Linked DNA regions of Hordeum vulgare: region 1 is linked to region 2. A link is a contact called in public Hi-C data. All regions are on one chromosome and are shown on one strand. The core of a region is the stretch at or near the end of the contact, and the rest is flanking DNA. Distances in the headings are between cores, read along the strand shown. Region 1 has its middle 74 kb from the start of LOC123409244. Region 2 holds the start of LOC123410522.

The links. A called contact is a pair of places that touch in the nucleus more often than the background predicts.
Region 1: a contact with region 2 is called in a Hi-C map of leaf, with 2.4 times the contacts expected there. The contact joins the enhancer-like site here to the promoter of LOC123410522 in region 2. A contact is called at or near these places in 2 of 6 Hi-C or Micro-C datasets (leaf and seedling).

The regions. Positions count from the first base shown.
Region 1 is chr7H:541,501,171-541,504,842 of MorexV3_pseudomolecules_assembly, forward strand. No RefSeq gene overlaps it. Among protein-coding and RNA genes, the nearest start is that of LOC123409244, 74 kb to the right of the region's middle. Within about 2 kb of position 1,486, at least 3 of the 3 cell types and tissues checked have open chromatin away from gene starts, as enhancers often do. A contact at or near this core is called in leaf and seedling, where this site is marked.
Region 2 is chr7H:541,212,055-541,216,106 of MorexV3_pseudomolecules_assembly, forward strand. LOC123410522 reads left to right here and starts at 2,636. Exons shown (of 4, transcript XM_045103469.1): 1 at 2,636-3,710. The coding sequence starts at 3,033.

The DNA.
Region 1 (3,672 bases), core at 236-2,735, 290 kb after region 2:
GATTTTTTTCATTTTCTATGGGTGGTAAAGTTTTGCTTGTTTCTTTATGGGTTTATGTGTTTTTCTCATTTCCATTCCTAGACAAAAAATTGTCATGAAAAAATATAGACAAAAAAGTTAGTTTTGGGCAGGTGGTGCCCCCCTCTCATATATGTTTGCTTCAGTATTTTCTATATATTCGATAATTTTTTCCATCAAGTTCTGTTCGATTTTAAAACTTTTATTTCTACATAAAAACAACACAAAGGAATATCTGTTGAAGACGTCATTCCGGATTAGTTTCATTCAAATCATGTAAACTAGAAGCTAAAACAAGAACAATTATGTTTGGAAAGTAAATACGATGGAGACGTATCAGCGTGTTGGAGTTGCTCTTAGGCTAACTTCTGAAAAGCGACCCTGTTCTGTCTGCACGTGTCTGTTTAGGTGCAAACGAAAAAAACCCATACCACTATTTTGTCTGTTTTGTATCCGTTCGACCCCATTTTCCGGATCAAACTTGCTCGCAATTTGGTTCTGAAACAAACATAAACCTTTTCTTTGCCCCCATTTTCGGTTGTGTCTGCTGCATGCAGATGGTGGTCCGTGTGTCATCCAAACAAAAGGGACCTACCATCCACCCACTGCTCTCTCTCACCTTTTCACCCACCACGCAAGGCCGGCACCAGCGGCGAGGCGTGGTTGCGGCGAGGTGCGGCAACAACCCTGTTGGGCGAGCATGGGGCGCTCAAGCACTCGGGAGAGCACGAGCGAGCGGGCGGTCGCGATAGGCGCGCTGGCAGGCGGTGACCAGGAGCACGTGGCGCTCACTGGTCCTTCATGCGCACACCAAAGGCCATCAGGAGCTCTCTTGTGCGTGCCTCGACCCGAGTCATGGAGGAGTTGTTGTGCTTGTGCTCGTCGTCGACGCCGACGGGCTATGCGTGTTGTGTTCGACAAAATGCCAAAGCTAGGGAGTATTTTTTAAGATGAATCAGCGGTGTTAGACACATACATGATGTTAAGGCCCTATTTGTTTAAAGAGTTGTAGGATTTTTTTTTAGTTTCAACTAAAAAGTCCCTAGTCCCTACCTGTTTGGTTCGAGGGACTAAACATGGACTAGTTGTTATTAAATGACATGCTAAAAGATCATGTTACCCCTAAAGGTTATTAAATGACATGTTAAAAGTAGGGGCACTGTTGGAAAAAGTCCCCAAAAGTCTTAAAAAAGACTCTTTGGACTTCTTTCTTTAGTCCCAAATGCTCACTTTTAGTCCCTAAAAGTCTGTCCTGTTTGATTTAGATGAGACTAAAAGAAACTTTTTTTAGTCCTTAATCAAAAAATCCCTATAAACAAACACCCCTAACAAAAAAGAAAAACACATTTTTTAACGCAATTGGATGCAAAACGGAGAAAACGAGGGTCCGTTTTGCTCACGTGTGTTGGATTGGCTGCGGGAAAAACCGCGGCTTGACCTTTCCCAATTTTCCCCAGCTACCACCCGGAGCCCAAACCCCTCCATTCGCACCTCCCTTCCCCCCGCGGTTTCTAGATGACCCGAGAAGCGATGCGGAAGAAGGCGAAGGCCGTGCCGGAGTGGCTCAACAGCCCGCTCTGGTCGACCCCGCCGCTCGCCTCGACCCCCGCTGACCCCTTCGGCACCGACTTCTCCCCGCCGCCTGCCCCGTCCCCCAAGCCGCCTCCTTCCGTTCCGCCGCCACCGATGCGCGAGCAGGCGGTCGATTCCTATGCTGGCCGCGAGGGAGAGATACGAGAAGACGACGGCGCCGGCGCTGCTCTCCGGGCGCACTTGCTTGCCGACTTCAAGGCCGCGGTGGGTGTGAGGATTTCTGTTTCTGTTTTGGGGCCTGCCGTTCCCGTAGGTTTGATCTGTGTTTGGGTTCTAACCATTTTGCCTTTCTGTGTTCGTCCGTTGATGCAGCTGTCTAAGAAGGTGGTGAACATGGGGGAGCTGCGGAGACTCGCCTGCCTTGGCGTGCCAGATGGCGGCGGCACGGACGTACGACCGCTTGTGTGGAAGGTCCTCACTCATCTCTGATGCTGCTACCACTTCATTTTTCCCCAATTTATGGGTGTTCGAAGTTTTGGTTGTTTGGAGCTGTTATTTGTAGCAAATTTGGAGGTTTACGAGCCAATTTTGAAAGGTATGGAGTAGGAAACAGAAGAACATTTACAAGGGTACTACGAATATTTAGTTATCAGAGATAACCTAGAAATGAAGGATAAGACTGGCTTTATTGTTAGTGTGTATAATTAGCCAATATTAGCCAACAGTACATGAAATTTAGGTTTGCCCTGCTTTACAGTCTGTTGTCCTAAGGTAAAATGGTTGGGGACTGGTTGCTCCTGTAAACCAACCTTTACTCCCTTCGTTCCTAAATATAAGTCTTTTTAGAGATTCCACTATGAACTACATACGTATGTATACTTTAGAGTGTGGATTCACTCATTTGGCTCCGTATGTAGTCTGTATTGGAATCTCTAGAAATACTTACATTTAGGAACGGAGGGAGTAGTGTTTTTTGTTAATTCCGTATAAGAGGTGCGTCCTCATTTATATTCTGTAAGGCATACTGTTGTCCAACTATGCTGGAAGCTTATTAAGATCCTGTGATTATTACACAACTCTCATTCTGTAGTTGCGATTCTGCCACGGATGTGCACAGAACCCTTTGTTTTGTTATCTACTTAGTTCCATACCGTTGCAGTTCTGTCATGGATGTGCACAGAACCCTTTGTGTTGTGGTCTACTTACTTCCGTGCTTTATGCTGTACAAGGTTCTCACTTGTATTCTTTAACAGTGAACACTTTGCTCTCAGTCTTATTTATGTCCTCTTATGTTCGTGCAAATTTTTTGTGTCCACCTGAAATTGTTGTGCTAAGAGCAACTCTAGCACCCCGCATAACGCCGGCCCGCAAAACGCGTTTGCAGTTCGTGCAAAACCACTTTTGCGGGCCGGCGCGGGGTGGCACAGATGCAGACCCCCAAACGGACCCGTATAAAATTATATTCACCGAATATGCTTTTTTACGGGTCGGCTTCTGTGGGGTCTGTTCGGACATGGCCGCGACGACCCGCAAACAGAAAACGCTCAATTCTCGCATTTGACATAAGTTCACACAAATAAGTTCAAATTCAAACAAACATAACACAGTTTTACGCGGAAATAAAAGCCAAGTTCAGTAGGACAAACGCAAAAGATGGTCTTGCATCATCTTGGTCGATCTTCACTCCTTGCCATATCATGACATGTTCAAGATTTATCTCCTTGCCATATCATGCCACCATATGGAGCAGAGTCTTCCATCCTCCTCTTCAAGATCGCTCTACTTGCCATATCATGCCATGTTTTGATGAGGTCGTCCATGTCATCGCGGTTTATTGACATGATCTTGTTCTCTCTTCGGCGAGCAAGAAAGATTCTTTGTCGATCAACTTCCACTTCTCGCACATTTGGAGCAACTCCCAACAATGCTCTAGTTTGAAGAATTTGCCTTCCGAAGCTTCCATGTCTTTGTATCTATGTTGGGCAATCTTGTCCTACACAATGTGAACAAAGTGATGTAATCAATTCTCATGATGCAAATATGATTACACACAACTTGAACCAAGGCAAAACAAACTCACATAGTCGGACTCCACGGTGCCACTTGAAAGTGCATTGCGTA
Region 2 (4,052 bases), core at 1,386-3,885:
GATGCGCCAATATTGGTGGGGAGTAGAGAATGGTAAGAAGAAAATGGCATGGATGAGTTGGGACAGAATGAGACTTCCTAAATCCATGGGGGGTATGGGCTTCAGAGATATGAGAGCTTTCAACCAAGCGTTGTTGGCTAAGCAAGCTTGGAGACTTATTGATTCTCCTGACAGCCTATGTGCGAGATTATTGAAGGCAAAGTATCACCCTCATGGTTAGTTGTTGGACACCGTGTTTCCAAACACTGGTTCTGCAGTGTGGAAAGGTATATTGCATGGGTTGGAACTGTTGAAAAAAGGAGTTATATGGCGGGTGGGTGACGGGGAGCACATTCGTACTTGGCGTGATCCCTCGATTCCGTGGCCGTCCTCCTTCCGTCCAGTCACCCCGAAGGGCAATTGTCGTTTGAACCGTGTTTCAGATTTTCTGGACGCCAATGGGGCATGGAGGGCTGATCGTCTTCGTGAATACTTTTGGGAGATGGATGTATTACATATTCTCAAGATACGTACCTCTCCAAGGCAGCGTTCTGATTTCATTTCATGGTTCCCAGAAAAGAGTGGAATATTTTCAGTAAAGAGTGCTTACAAATTAGCCACATGTGATCATGACACAACTTTTTCTGGAGGGGCCTCAAGTGCGGCGGCAAATGGTTCTCGCTCTCTTTGGAACTGTGTTTGGCAATCCTCGGTTCCGCAGAAGATGAAGATAACTGCTTGGAAAATTGTTTCTGGAGTGCTACCGACACAACAATGTAAAGTGTTACGACATATATCCACAAGTTCAACGTGCCAACTTTGTGGTCTGGAGGAGGAAGGTACATATCATGCTTTGATCGCATGCATTCGTGCGAGAGAGGTTTGGCTGAATATGCGTACAAGATGGCCCCTACCTCCTGATGATCTCCTAGTTGATAATGGTAGGGAATGGCTTATGCACCTCTTATACAGGTGTTCAGATGATGTGCGTGACATGATTATCATGCTAGTATGGCGCATTTGGCAGCTACGCAACGACCAAACTCATGGTAAGGAGATACCGCCAGTTTCTTCTCCGGTGGAATTCCTGGACAGTTATTATAAATCCATTAAGTTAGCAGGACGTTATTCGGTGGATGACATTCTGAAAGGTAAAATGCCATCTTCGGCAATTCAGATAGTTCTGCCCAGGAGGGAGGCTCCTTCCTTGCCTTGGTCGGCGCCGAGTCCAGGATATGCTGCTCTGTCAGTTGATGGATCATTTCAGGAGTCAGATAGCTCGGCGGTCGCCGGTATGGTTCTGCGAGATCATGAGGGACAGATCATTTTTGCTGCATACCGGGTCCTGTTTTATTGCAACGATGCCCTGGAAGCTGAAATTCATGCGCTGATGCAAGGTATGGCCTTGGCAATCCAACACACGGATCTTCCAGTCGTCGTCCAGTCGGATTCTTCAGAAGCCTTAGCGAGCCTATCGAGCAATGCTTTAACTCGCTCAACTTATGGTCATTTGGTCCGAGAGATTAAGGAGTTGATGAGTAACAGGGAGTTTGTACCTCAGAAAATTTATCGCACTCAGAATAGAGTTGTCGATCGGTTGGCCAATTATAGCCGTTCTGAGCGAACTACAGTTGTGTGGTTGCGTTCGGTTCCACCTTGTATTGAGGGTTTGTGGCCTCTCGACTGTAACACTATGACATCTTAATAAACTCCCTTTATCCCGCAAAAAAAAAAAGAATTCCCTTAGCAACATGTGGATTAGTGGATACCGGAAATGGAAGGTACAAGGCCGACAGAAATTTGCAGAATAACATCGTATCTCGCGTGTATGTCCTTTTTGCACGCGTGTAAGAACATCTCTAACAGAGGCATTAAATAAATCACGTGCTTAAAATACATGTTATATGACGTACCTACGGACGAAACCAACGCTCCAGCAGCCATGTAATAATGTCACGCGCGGTAAAAAACGTGTCAACATGCTGGGAAAAACTGCATCACGCATGGTTTACTTGTTACGTCCGTTTCAGCATGGTGGACAAACCAAACTTGCGCGTGAACCACCAACCACCGGATCTGAAACATCTCGGTGTCAGCGCCTCCACCCGCTCTTCCCGTCGGTGCTTTCCTTGCCTCTTTCCAACGCGCCGCCGCCCCCGCTGCCGCTCCTGGTGGTCGCCGTTGCTTGCTCTGCCTATTCTCCTTGTCGTCGTCCATTGAGTGCTCCGTTCCTCCACAGAACGGTGCCCGATGGTCGTCTGCAGCTTGGCGCCCATTAAGTGTTTGATAAAAAATCTGACAATAGTAATTGTACTATTTATTGTTGGTTTATTTTGTGTATGTTTGATTTTTTGGTTTTATGTTTAAGTGAAAAATGTATTTATGCTAGATCGCACGTTGTGTAAATTTAACATTGCGCTACCTGCAACGTGCTAAATTTTACAGCTAGCTACCACACGTCTACGAGCGCGCTAAAACGCTACATCAACGTGAAGAAAAAATCTAACATGTCTGTTGAAAATGCTCTAAGCTCCGGCCACGTACCCTCGTGTTGCCGGCCAAAAGAGCGCGTGGTTCCTCAGCATCACCGCCACCTTCCGTCCGCATTGCTCGCTCCGCTCCATTAGCTGCACGCACGGATGCAAAGCGAAAGCCACTACTTGGTCCAAGCTGAACTAACGGTTTCGCTCCAGCCGATAGGGTCCGGAGCGAGCGGTCACGCCGGCCGACCTCGAATTAACTCGCGACCACGCAACGACACGCGCAGCAGCAGCAGCAGGCCGAATAAAAACTTGCTTAGCGCCCGGTGCAGCGCACCGGTGCATACCGATCCTTTGCCGCCCTGTTCCCTATAGCCCGGTCGATCACGACATGCTAAAGCGGAGGTAGCGGCAGCCTTCGATCGCCCTCACGTCACGCCGTCGCCGTCGTCCTCTTCTTTGTGGAGCTTCCACTTCTCGAGCTTGCTCGATCGCTGATCGCTTTTGCCCGCGGCGGCGTGCGTCAAGACTCACGAGGGGCGGCCGGAGGAGGGAGGGGAGGGATCGGTCGGCATGCATCAGATAGGGAGCGGCATGTACGTGTCCGGCCGGGCGCCGGACAGGAGGCGGGAGCGGCAGCTATCGTCGGGGTCGGTCGCCACGCCGCCGTACACCGGCGGGGACCTGTCGCGGTCAGGGGAGCTGGGACGGATGTTCGACGTCGCCTCCTCGGCGTGGCAGTCGCAGGCGCCGTCCCCGGCCTCCTCCTCGCGCCGCAGCTCCGGGCACCTCCCGCTGCCGCCCAGGCCAGCCCCGTCGCCCTCGGCGTCCGGGCCGCTGTCGCAGCTCTCGCACTCCGGCCTCCTCGTGGGCCCGTCGCCTCCCGCCGCGCCGTCGCCGGCGCGGGGAGGGTCGTGGAGGAAGGCGAGCAGGAGGCGCGCGGCCGCCATGGAGGAGGCGGCGCCCGTCGTGGCGCGCGGGAGCACGAGGCTCGGCGTCCCGTTCGCGTGCTACGTGCTGCTGCTCGTGGCCGCCGCGGCCGGAGTCGGCGCCGGGCTGTTCTTCCTCGTGGCGTGGCGCCGGTGGGAGGCGCTCGCGGCTGCGGGCGGCGCCGTGGCGGCAGCCGCGGCCGTGCTCTCCTGGAACTTTCTGCGGTGCGCGGCGGAGGCGGAGCGGTTCTTCCGGCTGTCCCCCGACACGGTGTTCGACCAGGGGGACATGCCCATCGGCGAGCTCGTCAAGATCACCGGGGTGAGCCACCGCCTCATACCTCTCTGTTCTGCTCACCTGCAAAATCCATTATCGCTACGCTGAGTGATCAATGATCAGACACCGTTTATTCAGTCGTTTGCCAAGAACTTGCATGCCGATTTAATTGCTTAGCATCGTGATCGAATATAGCTAGAGCGTGCCATAATCCAGCTTTCAGAGGCGTCTGCTGAAGCTTAGCTCGGCAGCAAGCGACGCATATGCCAATCTGATCGGGCAGCCCAAACTGCTGGAGCTGCTTTGCTTGCGTTTGGCAAGCGTCGGAGGCTGTCAAACTGGGGCTTAAGCAACATGTGGTGGTCAATGGCTTCCCTGCCATGCATT